2 separate regions of the Pan troglodytes genome follow, and region 1 is linked to region 2. The links are chromatin contacts, called in public HiChIP or PLAC-seq maps. All regions are on one chromosome and are shown on one strand. Each heading gives the region's core, a stretch centred on a gene start, on an enhancer-like site or on the middle of the called end of the contact. The rest is flanking DNA. Distances are from core to core; before and after follow the strand shown.

What was found. HiChIP or PLAC-seq counts read pairs in DNA pulled down with a chosen protein or histone mark.
Region 1: a contact with region 2 is called in an H3K4me3 HiChIP or PLAC-seq map of stem cell-derived excitatory neurons, with 2.9 times the contacts expected there. The contact joins the promoter of DOK5 here to the promoter of PFDN4 in region 2. A contact is called at or near these places in 3 of 7 Hi-C or Micro-C datasets (induced pluripotent stem cells and stem cell-derived neural progenitor cells), 1 of 1 datasets of contacts at active chromatin or transcription factors (stem cell-derived excitatory neurons) and 1 of 1 other capture datasets (stem cell-derived neural stem cells).

Annotation. Positions count from the first base shown.
Region 1 is chr21:60,766,711-60,774,281 of NHGRI_mPanTro3-v2.0_pri, reverse strand. It overlaps DOK5 (docking protein 5), which reads right to left and starts at 4,612. Exons shown (of 8, transcript XM_009437437.4): 1 at 4,192-4,612. The coding sequence starts at 4,257.
Region 2 is chr21:60,501,006-60,508,414 of NHGRI_mPanTro3-v2.0_pri, reverse strand. PFDN4 (prefoldin subunit 4) reads right to left here and starts at 5,479. Exons shown (of 4, transcript XM_514732.7): 1 at 5,183-5,479. The coding sequence starts at 5,206.

The DNA of each region.
Region 1 (7,571 bases), core at 3,363-5,862, 270 kb before region 2:
CCCAGCTCCTATTCAAGATGGAGTTGCTCTGGTTCACACGCCTCTTACAGCTTCAGCAGCCAGGTGACATGACCTTTCTTACATTTCCAAAGGAACACTTTGCTGTATTGAGAAGGCACTGGCGGGAGCAAGAGTGTAGGCAGGAAGTCAAATGAGAAGACTGTTGCAATGTTACAGGGAGGAGATGAGGAGGGTTTGGACCAGGGTCGGAGCAGTGGATAGCGTGAGGTGACAGCCGGATTCTAGATATATTTCAAAGATACAGCCCACAAGATCTCCTGATGGATTGCCTGTAGGGGTGGGAGATGAGGGGAGAAGAGTGAAATGACACCAAGGTTCGCTTGTGATTTTTACCTTCACAACCAAAATGCTGGGACCTCTAGTGGCTAAGATGGAGAGGACTCTAGGAGCAGCAGGTCTGTGAGTCATCCAAGTGGAGATGTGGGATAGACAGGAGAATTTACATGAGTGGAGGTCAGAAAAGAGGTCCAAGCTGCTAAGTCCTTGGTAGACAAGAGCACAGAAATGTCACTTAAAGGCAAGTAACTGAGGGATTGTGCGTAGATAAATAGACCCGAGTTTCCGTTCTAAAACTTGCACTGTGGGCAAGCCATGACAATGATTGATTGGAAAATCATCTCAATTGCAAGGAAAGAAACGAAATGAGAATTGTTATATGATGCCATCTAAGTCACACATTCAGCAGGTTAATGTTGTACAAATTGCCTGATTTGCCTCTCCCCTAAAAAGAAATTTTTAGTGCATTTAATGGATTAGTCAAATAATTATGGACAGCTGCTCCTCTCCTTCCCCCAGCCCCCCAAATAGTAATGTCGACATTCCTGAACAAATTCAGTACCCAGGGCACAGCTGGAGACCTCCAGGAAACAATGGGGATTAAGCTGGGGAATACAGATGTGAAGATACTGAAACTTTTGAGTTAAATGAATTGTATTTCATTAAGCTTTTTGATGTCTAAAGAAGAGAATAAGTCTATACATATTTGATTGCTTAATCATTTAAACTCTTTAGGATTTCAAATGAAGGTGACCACTTATCTGTGACCCATTTGAATGGGAATGTTTCTAGAATGTTTCCTGTCCTGTTAAAAAATCACATATATAAATATATGTATATTATATATTATACAATATGTACATAGGTTGTATGTATATATTTATTCCTATGTATAAAAATACACACACATACACATATATGTGTATAATTTGTAAAAGTTTCATCCATTGAAAAAATCTGGAGCTGCATAAACATTTATGCCTTTGTACACTTCTACATAGAAAGAGAAGGAAATAGATAATTCCTATATCCGTCTACCAATCCTAACTCATCTTTGATTAAAGAAAATGATACAAGCAGAATCAATGTTCTAGACTTTCATTGCATTTTCACAAATATCTTCTTTAATGCTCCCAAGAACATCATTAAATAGTGTTCATTGTACAGACTAGAAAACTGAGGCCAAGAAAGGTCAAAGGTCAACAAGCAATAGAAGCCGAATGCGTTCCCTTCTCCTCTTTCTCCAAATCTGAAGAAGCATTTATTCCTTGGCACCAGGAACAGCTGCTTACCATGAAATGTTTTTGTATTTAATTATAAACCGTCCCAAACATGGTCTGGATTCCATTAATAAATGCTGTTGTATTAGTTCCTAAAGGTTATAAATGGCAAGACCATCCATGCACTATATAGTTCAGCACATATTTCAACATGAACTTACCAAGTGCCTACTCTGTGCTAGACAAAATAAATGCCCTACCTCTCTTTGAGACTGGCACATATTCCTGGAAGATACATGTCGCATGCTGTTCTAGACTATATGTAGCCTAGATTAATACCGCTAACATTCCTTACTGTGGACATAGGGTCCCCATGCCAATTCCGTACAGCATCCTTCACCAATATTTGCAGCCTCCATTAAAACTTTGGTTTGCACTGTGTTCTGGCAACTATGTAATCAGCCTCTTTTGTAAATCATACCATAAGAATATTTTAAAAATTAACTGGTGAGAAAACCAATGCTAACAAATAAGACCAGATTTACTTGATCATATTTTTGACCTTTTCTCTCCGTGAGCAATAACCATAATTCAATAGATATTCTGAAGTCTGAACGTGAACACAGACAAAAACAATAAATCTTGAGAAAGTATACTGCTCACTAGCATCCAAAATGCTGTAAAACATAAAACAAATACAAACTAAATATTTCTGTTCCTTCTGCTTCAAATATCTGTCCATAAATGTTGGCACACACATAGGGCTATGTTGTGTCAATTGTAATAATCTAGAAAAAATAACCTCAGTTACCACAAACAAGAAAGTGATGGTAACCAGTTTTTCAAATAAATTACCATGTGTCACAATTTGGCATAAACTCTGATCCTTATGAATAATTCATATTTTGTGCATTAATAATGCATGTCCTCTTCCCATTGGAATGCTCCCTAACACAGAATGGATGTCTCATACCAATTCCTTCCATTGACATGATGGAGTAAAGCTAAATTAGAATGCTGTTTTTTTTTTTTTTTTTTTTTAACTTAACTCCCCTTAAAATTGTAACACTTGGCCAGCCTATAAGCATACCAAAAATAGAAAGTTCCCATTATTGTTTGCCCCTTACATGGGAGTCACTCAGTAAAGTACCCCCAACAATGGGTGCTCTTGAAGACGAGAATATTTGCATAGCAGAAAAGAAAACCAAGGAAACTTTGACAGAGCTGATGGAAATGGTGAATTCTGTTACATTTCTCCCTAATTACATATGTATATATTCACAATAACACAGGACATAATCGCTAAAACATGGTCACCAGCAGGGGAAAAAAAGAAAAGAAAAAGACCAAAACGAATTAGGCAAGAGTTTTATAATAATTGCGGATGTTCCTCCCCACAGGGCTTCCCTCCCTAGCTGAGTTTACTACTGTGAAATTTCTTTTCAGTTTTCAGTAAAAGTATCTGGCACATTAAAACAGTCCAAAGACCAAGTAAGAGAAAGATGCCAAATGACACATATTTCTAAAGAAAGCTATTCAATTTACCACTCATTATCAATAGCGGCATTCCACACGATTACTGACATTATGCTTATTTCAGGCATTACACCAAAGGATATTTTCTCCCCCCGCCCCCGCCACCTCTCCACCCCCACTTTTCACCCCTTATGTCCAAACGCATAGGATCAACTAAAACAGCGACAACACTTGATAGGAGGCAAAGAGAAATGAGGGACCTAGTTTGAAATTTTTAGGAAATAAAAAAATCGTTCCAGTATCTTCCCTCTCCCTCAAGAATTCTTCCACCATCATTCAGTCCCAAGGAGAGGAAGGGTGGGTTCTCTTTTGAAGCCTCCTCCAGCGAAGAGCCAAGAGAGAAAGGGGCGAAAGAGGGAGTTTTAAGGAAGGACCTAGCCTGTGTCAACATCTGTCCCAAGTGCCCTAAGATTCATTCATTCTTCCTTTCAGGACATATGTAGGGAGCACTTGCGCTATGCCAGGTATCAGGTTCCACGTAAATAACCCTTCCGTGGACCTCCAGGGTGTATTCCAGCAACAGAAATCCACCACCCCGGCTTCGAACCGCGGGAAATCCAGATTCAAGTATCTACCCAAGTTGGCCCCGACCAGAGGCCAGCCCGCACCGCCTTTGACACGACACCTGGGACAGAGGTGGGGGGGTCCAAAGACACCTTACGCTTGGCAGAAATCTCTCCCTGGGGTCAGAAGGTTCGTGACCTCTTTCACACCGAGTATGCGTGTCCTCTTTCTCAACCAGCCGATCCATCCCCCGGAAAAGTTAAGTTGGCGGCGAGTGGGAAAAGAGGGGAACCGGGGGCATCCGGCAGGCACCCCCGCCCGGGCTTCTCGGCTCCAACTTCCATGGCTACCGAGAAATATTTATTTCGAGTAGATGGGCTCCAGGGGCTACTGAAGCCCAACACGCGGCCACCATCAGAAAGCCAAGTCATCCAAGAGATAAAGATAGATCCATTACATACCTAGACGCTGGCCTTACAGTGACAGCCCCGGAGACGCGGGTTTCGGCTGAGAAAGCCACCGCGCAATTCTCCGGCGCGCGGCCGGGGACTCTCCGTCCACCCTCCAGGGATGCTGGCTCAAGAGAGAGACAATCGAACCGGCGAACAGCAACACGGAGAGGATCGATACTCACCCCGAGGCGTCTGCTCCGGATCCTCACGTACCCTTGCTTCACTATGTCATTAAAATTGGAAGCCATCCCAGACAGCCGGTGACCCCCCCCTTTACCCAAGAGCGCGCACCCGAAGTGGCTCTGGGGAGGGTGGAGGGCAGGGTCAAGACAAGCAGTCGGTGGGAGAAAGTTGGAGAGGTGAAGCTGCTTCGGCGGCGCTGGGCGAGGCTTTAGAAGGCGCACATCACTTTCTCTGTCCCCCCAACCCTGACAGTGGGCGGCCGGCTTGCAGCCACTTTCGGGGAGCGCAGAGCGCGGCGCGGGGAGGCGAGGCTGGAGCGCCGGCGTCAGCTGACTCCGCGGCCGGCCTGCCAGGAGGAGGAGCGGCGGCGGCTGAGGGATCCAGCCCTGCCTCCTCCCGGCCGAGAAGGAGGAGAAGAAGAAGGAGGAGGAGGAGGAGGAGAAGAAGAAGGAGGAGGAGGAGGAGGAGGAGGAGGAGGAGGAGGAGGAGGAGGAGGAAGGAGGAGGAGGAGGAGGAGGAGGAAGGAGGAGGAGGAGGAGGAGGAAGGAGGAGGAGGAAAGAGGAGGAAGGGGTGGGGGGGCTAAGAGGAGGAGCCGCGCGAGTCCCAGCACTGGGCTGCGGCCACCCGTGAGCAGCCGCCCTGGAACGCGCTCCCCGCGCCTCCCACCCACCTTTCCCTCCCCGCTTCCCCTTCCGATCCCTCCCCTCCCGGCGGACCCGGAGCGTGCCCCCGCCGCCCCCGCACCTCGCCCACAGCCTACTGAGATAACGCTCGCTCTCCTCGCTCCAAAGACTTATTTTAGGAGGAGAGGAAATTTCACTTTTTTCCAGCCGCCGCCCATCCCGCCTCCCCCTTCAGCCCCTGCCCTTTCCCCGAGAAGGGCCGATTTTGCGTGTGTGTCTGGGGAGATGGTGTTGCCGCAGCTCGCCTTGACCTTGGCATCTGAGGAGAGGGATATTGTCACCGCTTAAGCTAAATGCTTCCTTGGGTTTCCTTGTGTCAGGGACCTAGCCCTCGCTGGTATCATTTGCCACAGTTTCCCTGTTTCAGCCTCTTTCCCGCCGGAATGTGTTTCCCAGGGGGCTGAGACTTGGCCTCATCACTGTCTGTCCCCAAAGCCTGACCCCAGAGCAAGTGCTCAGTAAATCCTTGTGGTTATCAAGATGGCCACCTAGGTGCCAGGCACTCTCCAAGCCTTTTGCATGGATTGACTCATTCAAACTCCCCTGCACTTTTTGAGGTAGGTGCCCTGTTAATGTATACACCAGGCCCATATTTAAGCCTCCTTAGCCTGGCAATAGAGCTCTCATTGCCATTATGAGATACTGCCTATACAATAAGATGAAGAAGGGGACTGAATTTCACACTCACCTGCCCCTGACTGCATTACCTCCCTAAAGCATACTTGATTGATAATTGCTAACACACATTGAGCACCAGTGTGCTGGGCATTGTGCTAATCTTGTTAAGGGAATAATGAATTAGGCACCAGCATCCATATTTTACAGACTTGCTAAGGTCTCACAGCTGGCCACTATCAGAGCTAGGATTGAAGGGAGGTGTGTGTAGTGCCCAGCTCTGCTCCTAAACATTCTCCTATTCCTCTTCTGAAGAGAGGATCTCACAGAAAGAGAGGTTACTAGTTGATTTCCAAGGAAGATCTTTCTAATCATTTGCACTATTCACAAAGGCAAAGATGATCATCAGAAATTAGACAATTCTTACTCACTGGGAAGCGACAAAGCTAAAGCTAGAGATCACTGCTCAGAGCCATTGAGAAGAGGATTCAGTGACTAGTGGATTGTTTGACCTGATGACATCCACAGGTCTTTCAACTCTAAGACGATATGAATCTTCCCATTCTCACTGGGAACATTAGCTTTTAGTCACCTTGGCTTGATGAGTTTCAGTTAAAGAACAGAATCCTCCAAGAATGTGTCATAGGAGAACCGAGACTAAATGGGGACAATCAAAAAGGAGATATTCTGGCAGGGAGAACTATTTTTGCTACATAGTAAACCATCTGTCTTCATGTTGCCATTCTATGGAAAATGATGTTTTAATTTTAAATCTCTCACCAAAAGAGATGAAATGGTAAAATCATTTGGAGAGCTCCTTTTGAAGGATTGGAACTTAAAAAAAAATGCTGCCCATGGTTGCTGTAAAATAGAGGTGTTCATGGAAGGCATTTATCTAACACATCATTTATAGACCAAGTCCACAGTATTATAGAAACAAAAAATGAAGAAATTAAGGCATAAGGAGCTGAAAATGAAGGGCCCACAATAACGGAAATAATTACTGACAAAAACTGAAGGCGAGAAATCCATCCCTTGATAGTTAATGCTGACTATAATCAACATCCATAAATAATTTAACTGGAACTGAGGAAACTAGAATCAAACCAGAAAATATCTAACTAGACGTGAAGGAACAATTGATTTCTTTTTTAAATTGCAAGACTGAATCCAATATATGGTTTTGTTTGGTGAAATCAAATTGACATACATGCAAAACGTACAGACTGTGATATACTATTCATAGGACATTTACACTTGTCCAAATTGTGCAATACAAGCCCTGGCAGCAAGAGCAAAGAGACCGGGCACAGTGGCTTACGCCTGTAATCCCTGTAGTTTTTTGGGAGGCTGAGGTGGGCGGATCACCTGAGGTCGGGAGTTCGAGACCAGCCTGACCAACATGGAGAAACCCCGTTTCTACCAAAAATACAAAATTAGCTATGTGTGGTGGTGCGTGCCTGTAATCCCAGCTACCCGGAAGGCTGAAGCAGGAGAATCACTTGAACCTGGGAGGTGGAGGTGAGCCAAGATTGCACCATTGCACTTCAGCCTGGGCAACAAGATTGAAACTCCGTCTCAAAAAAAAAAAAAAAATTAAAAAAAGAAAAAGAAATGGAAAAGAACCATTCACAGAGGTAGGCAATGTAAGGGGTGCTTATAGAGTTCTACAGAGCGCAACTTGCCTAACCATATGCTGCCGAACAAATATACTATCACACATGATTTAGTTTTACTGGAAATGTCTGACAAGAAAAAATACTATTTCGTTCCGGGTTTTGAACTCAATTTTTGAACATTTAGAGCTTCTTATTTGTAGTATGCATTTGTTTGTTTCCTCAGCATCCAGACTTTGTTCTTCCCATCATAGTCACCATTTTCACTGAGCATACTCACCCCTGTTTCCAGCTCACGTGTGCAGCCCTGTCCATGGCCTTCCTTTGGACAACTAGTGGTTGGTGATTGGTTCAGATATGGGCACATGACCTAAGCTGGCCAATTAATAATGAATTGGGTTACTTTTACTGAATACTGGGAGGAAGACTCACACTCCAGCTGAAATGGAATCTGGATGGAAGAG
Region 2 (7,409 bases), core at 4,230-6,729:
CTCTCCTTAGGGTTTCCCTTCCATTTATAAAATGAAAACCAGAGCACCTGATTCTAGTTTAAAGAAGAAAAGATATTTGTGTGTGTATAAAAATAGTTCATACTGAAGCACTACTTTTGGCTCTTTTGCAATAGCAGTAATGAGCTCACAACATTCACACTCCATCCCTGACCTGGTCTCTCATGACCATCGACTTAAGGTATGTGAACTTTTATTTCTCAGAGGTTGAAAGGCAGTGTCAAGCAATACAGAGCTCAGTGGTCGGAATATAACACAGTCCTCCCCTTTGTTAGGCTCTCATTCCAAGAAACAATTTCACATGCATTATGCCCCACCTCAACAACCCAGAAGATAGCCTGAAAAAATCCTTTACATCACACTATGTCTAGCTTTGAGTGTTCAACCGTATGCATAATTTTGATGAATATGGAAGTTGGGGAACACTGAGCTACACTCAAAAAACCAAAGTCTATATCTTGGCACACAAGTCATTTTGCCTAAGTGAGAACTGTCAATTCCCTACGCAAATAGACAGCAGAGAATTCTGAAGAGTTCCTGTTTGCCTGAAGAGTATATGCCATTTTGTTTAAATACTGAACCCCCAACAGGCATTTATAGATGTATCTGTCTTGGTGAGGGCTCAACAGAGCCATTTACATGAACGGATCCAGTGCAGGACTGCCTGGCACATAACTAAGGCTAATACATGGTTTCTGAATTTGAATCTAAATCATGCTTGATCAGACTCAAACGCATAGTTTCCAAAATGTGGTAGAGAGAATTTGGCTATCTGCTTTCTGTCTTTCCAAAGCAGGAATTTCCTGTTGTAGCCCCACCAAACCACAGGCATCAGCACACATGTGGCCCCTGGTATCCAGATCTTTACAGTGGTTTTCCCACTGGGGATAAGGGCTAAAGTTGATGTGTGAGTCAAATATACTGCATGCCGCCCAGTGGAGTGCCATTTACAGCAGACAGTAAGATGTCAGTGCCTTTGATGGCTAACAGAGGCTTCTGTTTTAGTCTCACTGTCCTAGAACATTCCTACATTTCTTGAAGCTGCATTTTGGCAAGAAGTGGGTAATTTTTTTTTTTTTTTTTGTGTGTGTGTGTGTGTGTGTGTGTGAGACAGAGTCTCACTCTGTCGCCCAGACTGAAGTGCAGTAGCATGATCTTGGCTCACTGCAACCTCCACTTCCTGGGTTCAAGCCATTCTCCTGCCTCAGCCTCCCAAGTAGCTGAGATTACATGCACATGCCACCATCTCCGGCTAATTTTCGTATTTTTAGTAGAGAAGGGGTTTCACCATGTTGGCCAGGCTGGTCTTGAACTCCTAACCTCAGGTGATCCACCAGCCTCGGCCTCCCAAAGTGCTGGGATTACAGGCATGAGCCACCACGCCCAGCCAGAAGTGGGTAATTCTTAACTGGGGGGTGGGGGTGGTCAATGGACATTGACAGGTCGATATACCCGGAGACTGTATGCAAAATGGCATGTATAGTATGTGCATCCTTCTGGAAGGTCTTCATAGCTTTCACTAGATTCTCAAAGGGATCCACAACCCCAAAAGGTTAGGAACTCCTGCCTTCAGGGAAACCAGCTGTAGCTACTCTCAAAGTCAGAAGAACTCTAGGAAGAACTCATATCCTATAGTATCTGAGGCAGCACACAGAGTGGTGGGAAGAGTCAGGCTGCAATCCAATCCAAGCAAACAGGAACCCTGGGCAAATTACCCAATTCTTTGGAACCACCTCAGGTTTCTCATCTGTAAAATGCAGAAGCTAGTTCCTACCTTATAGGGTTGATAAAATGAACATGTAGGAGAAAGCCTGATGATGGAGTCAGTCAAATGATAGCTAAGCATTTTACATCCTGAATATTGTTTATCAAAAATCATTACAAAGAACAGATCCAGATCTAGAAAGAAATTCTGCTAGGCCAAAGAGAAATATGCCTGCTCGGGATCCAAAGTAAAAATTAAAATTCCCTGGGCTCTTTTCTTGAGAACTAATATCTTACGGGATTAGAGGAGGAAACTGAACCATACTCAGTCATGCCTCACGCCAAGTCTAGGTATTGCACGGAGTCTGCACTGACAGCTGGGTCCCTAGAAATAAATTCTGGCCAATTTCAGCCTTTTATTTTTACTTTTAAAAACATATCTACCAAGTCTGTATGATGTAAACTTTTGCTTTGTATTTGTATTCAACTTTCTTTGTTTGTTTTTTTGTTTTTGAGACAAGTCTTGCTCTATCGCCAGGCTGGAGTGCAGTGGTGTGATCTTGGCTCACTGCGACCTCTGCCTCGGGTTCAAGCGATTCTCGTGCCTCAGCCTCCCGAGTAGCTGGGATTATAGGCGCACGCCATCATGCCCAGCTAATTTTTGTATTCAACTTTCATCCATGCAGTAGTTTATTTAACAATTACTGTTTCCTATACGCCATGCACTGTGACAAGAGAGCCACTATCCCACTTTCATGAACACAAATGGCAAGCATACATCCTGGTGGAGGAAGAGAGCAAAAAACAAGATGAATGAGATAATGTTCAATGGTGACAAACGTGATGATGAAAATAAAACAGCTTAGGAGTAGAAAGTTTTGGGGGCCTGGGGAGTGAAGGAGGCTTCTTTAGATAAAGGTCAAAGGTAGCCTCTCTGAGGAAAGGACATTTGTATATAGGATAATGAACAGAAATTAAAGTGCAGATCTCCTTATGGTCAAGAACTGGATCTTAGAAGGCAGAACTCTAGAGAGGAGAGGACTGAATCATCTCATCTAAACACTCTCCCCAGCAAAGTCATGACCAGTTGAGAGATACGATGTGTTACAAACGTGAAGTACTCCAGATTGTACGATTTGCTTTTAATTAAACTCAAAGGGCTATCTCTGTTTCACTCTCACTCACTGGCATACACGTATGTTTTCTCCTAGTGAGGGCAAAGGGGAAAAGTGTACATGCAAGCTGATCTATCGGGAATTGTTCCTAACACTGGAAACATCTACAGGAGAACACTGCATCTATCATGTGACTCTTAAAGCCTCCAAAGTTAAAGAAGCTCCTTTATATTTTGGCCACCACCTACCCCTCTATAAGTTCTTTTCTCATCATGGCTCAAACTCTCTTCCCCTGATTATCTGCCATCGGGCCTTCCTTGTATTAAATGCACTCAGAGTCTCTGCAGATACTCCTCTCTAGAATGCTTCGCTCCCTATCCAACTCTCCCTTCCTTTCCTTACATAATCTCACAGATCTCAACTTAAATGGCACTTTCCCAGGAAAGTCTTCTCTGATCTCAAAACAGACCTCATTTTGGCCCTCATTTCATAAGCACTTTTCCTTCACAGTTCTCATCAGAGAAACTAGTTTTCTGTCTGACTATCTGAGTAATGCCTGCTCTGCCCTGGAACATACGTTCTTTGGGGCTATGAGATTAAGGGGAGAAGAGCTTCCTCACTGGTCACCACAGTTGTCTCCACTTAAAACTGAGACTACGCCATATTACGTGCCCCCAAAAATTTACTGAATCAATGAAAGGAAAAAAAAGTTGGTAATTAGAAATTTTGCAATCAAAATCCAAGGTTCAAATCATTCTTCTGCTATTTCCTCTTCTACCATTTACTTCACCTCTCTGCACTTCAGTTTCCATACCTATAAAACGGAGTGAACCACAACTAGTATCTTCCAAGGAATTAAAGGCCATACCTAACACCAGAGGGCCCAATTTAACAAACTAGAGGTGAAGTGAATCTCACAAAGTTTCATACTTTTTTGAATCACCATGGCCCTAGACCCTACTCTGGGACACAGTAAGAATTTTTGGATGGCAGAATAGTAGGGTGAGCAACACATCCTGAGTTGGCTGGGGCTTTCCCATTTTGGGCAGTCCCTCAATTTCATATAAAAGGGGGCAATGGGTCACCCTACACCAGGCACAGATGGCATAGACTATGTGGTACTGGATAGGGGCAAAGCAAAGGAAGTTCTAATGTGGAAGTGGAATGAACGCAAATCCCTCCAGCCAAGAGATTCTCATCAAAGACCCCCTATAGCAGTTTAAAACACAGACTCCGGAGTCAGAATGCCTGTGTTTAAATGCTAGCTTTGCCTCCGTGCCTGTTTTCTCATTGTTAAATAAGGATAAAAACAGTATCTCCCGCAAAGAACATAAAATAAACAATACACGCAAAACAACTTACAGCTGTACCTAGCACACTGTAAAGCTCCCCAAATTATCAGCCGTTATTTCCTTCCCCCTCTCCAATTTTCTTTTTCTTCTATCTGACTATCTTTACACGTCTGGGAAGGCTCACGGGATTAAAAACCCCACATGGAAGTTTAGCCGGCTTAGTGGTTACACAGGTGTGCTTTGAGAAAAACAAAAACAAACCTGAGTTTGAACTCCAGCTCTGCTTCTTACTAGCTGAGTCACTTTAGGGCCTCTAACTGCTCTGTGTCTAAGTTTCTCTACCTGCAAAGTGGGGAGGAACCCATTGCACTTGCTGAGTTGCGGGGAGGATAACAGATAAACGGCCGGCTGCTGGGCCCGGCACATCTTCCATTCTCAATAAATACTGGTTTTAGCCTGAAGGACTCAGGGGCATCAAGCGTGGAAATGAGCAGCTCCAGGTTGGACACAAGGGGCTCTGGGGCCTGATAATCTGGGGATGCAGGAACCTGCTGTCCCCGTTATGAGCTGCGTAACCTCGGGCAGGTGACTCTCCATCTCTGGGCCTCAGTTTCCTCACCCGTAACCACGCTCCCAGCAGCAGCTACCCATAACCAGTGAGGCTAATGCGATCATGCCGGTGCAACGCCCGAGTCAAGGCCAACCACACTCAACGGGACCTTCGGCTTCCCACACCTCAGGGGCGAGGCCGGGGCTGCAGGTTCCTCAGACTCCCCGGGGGCACCCTCGGCATCGCGGGAGGCGGACCTGCGTCCTCCGAGGCTCCCGGCCCCAGCCCCGACGCCCCGCCTCGGCTGGCCAGGTGCCTAGGAAAACGCTCAGGGCGCCAGGCGCGAGCAGGCCTTGCCGCGGGACCGCTCTCAGGGCCTCGGCCTCGGCCTCGGGTCCCACGCCGGGCTTCGGAGCTGCGCACCCCCAGCATCCCGCGCCCGGGCCCCAGCGGCCGAGATCCGGCGCCGCCCGAGCATCCAGAGCCCCGAGCTCCCCACTCACCGCCTTCTTCATGGTGGCCGCCATCTTGGGACTGGACTACGGCAGGCGGCGGGGAGGGCCGCAATGGCGCGCTTCGCCCCCGAGCGTTCTCTCGCTCCCGGTCGGCCTAGAACTCCCCGCAAAAATACAACACTGTCTCCACATTCCGTCCTCTTGGACTTTTGGCCAGTGAGTCCAAACGGCTGGGACGTAGGGAGGAAATGTGACCTGGAAGGACTTGGTACATGCCAATTAAAGGGACAGGCAACCCCCGTGGACCGACATAAACACGGGGGTGTGGCGAACGGCTCCGGCCGCGGGCAGCAGGGGGCGCGCCCAAGGCTCAGCGCGGCGGGGCCCAGCTGGGGCAGGATCAAAGGGCTCGGGGAATTTTTCTCCATCCGTCCCACAGACTTGCATTGAGAAAGCTAACCTACCTGTAAAACAGCTAGGAACGAATGGCCTCGGCAAATAGGGTGTGAGATTTATGTGCCATGATAATTCAGGTGGTGTAAAGGAGGTGCTCCTATCTTTTAATGTAATTTTTTTTTAATTTAGATTCGGGGGGTATGTGTGCAGGTTTATTACATGGATATACTGCATGGTGCTAAGGTTTGGGTTTCTAATGATCCCGTTGCCCAAGTAGTGAACATAGTACCCCACAGGTAATTTTTCAACCCCTTTCCCCTGCCTCCTTCCCCGTTTTTGGAATCCGTAGCATTTATTGTTCCCATCTTTATGTCCATGAGTACCCAGTGTTTAGCTGTCACTCATAAGTGGGAACATGAGTGGTTGGTTTTCTGTTTCTGTGTTAATTCACTTAGGATAATGATGTCCAGCTGCATCCATGTTGCTGCAAAGGACATGACTTTTGTTCTTTTTTATGGCTGCATAGTATTCCATGGTGTATATGGACCACATTTTCTTTATCCTATCCACCACTGATGGGCATCTGGGTTGATTCCATGCCTTTGCTGTTGTGACTAGGCAATCCTATTAATTAATTTACAGCAATATTACTGAACAATTACTGTATATTCTGACACTTGTGTCTCCCAATTAGTAATTTTTTTTTTTTTTTTTTTTTTTTTTTTTTGCCTTAGGACCTCTTTATACTCCTGGAAATTACTGAGGACTCCAAAGAACTTTTGTTTATGTGGGTTATTTATCGATATTTGCTGTATTAGAAATTAAAGCAGAATTTTTAAAATGTATTTATTAATTCATTTAAAATAATATAAAACTCCATTCCATGGTAATAAAAATCACACTTTAAAAATAACTATATTTTCTAAGACAAAAACAAATTGAGAAGATTGTCATCGTTTTACATTTTCACTGATCTCTTTAATATCAGGCTTAATGGAAGGTTACATTCTCATGTCTACTTCTGCATTCAGTCTCTCCAAATACACTGTTTAGTTGCCTAATTGTAGGTATGAAAAACCCCAGCCTCATACAAATCATGTAGTTGGGAAAGGGAGGCCCTCATGGATCCCTGAAAAGGTCTCAGGGACCCCCGAGGTTCATGGGCCACAGCTTGAGAACTGCCCCTGACAAGCCGCCTCCTTTCTCAAAGTCCCAATTTCCTCTTTGGTTAAATGAGGGGAATGAGACCTTATAGCACCCTGTGCCCTCCCCACCGAACCACCTAGCCCGCCACGGGCATCACCTGTTCTCCTGCCTATTCTGGGCTCTCCAGGCCCTTAGTATTGGGACTTTCCAGTGTGTAGCTCATATGTGCTCAAAAAAGTATTTGTTGAATAAAGATGTTTTTCCAGGGTTAAATCTTAGCACCGGGTCTGGCACATAGGAGATGCTCCATCAGTGATATCTGTTTATTCCAGAGCTCAATGTAAAAGCACTGCAAGAAACAAATGGTGGAGAGGGAGACAGAAATAAAGGGCAAAATTGTCACAAATGGTACCAAGTGCATGAAGGAGATAAATGAGGTGCTGAGGCAGAGCACAGAGGGGAGGGGTGGGGGCCAGCTCTGGAGCTGGCCTCTAAGCTAAGAGAAAATGGGAGGCCTCAGCATGGGGAGAGGAGATGAAAGTGGACCCCAGGGGTGGAGGGCTGAGAGGGAAAGAGCCTGGTGAGACATGGTAGAAAGGACAGAGCAGCATGGAGCGAGGCTGGGGTGCAAGGCAGGGGCCAGATCTGGGCATGTTTTAGAACTTGGTGAGGCCAAACTGGGGGAGGGAGAGAGAGAGAAAGAGAGAAAGAATTCTGACTTTTTCAAAGCTTT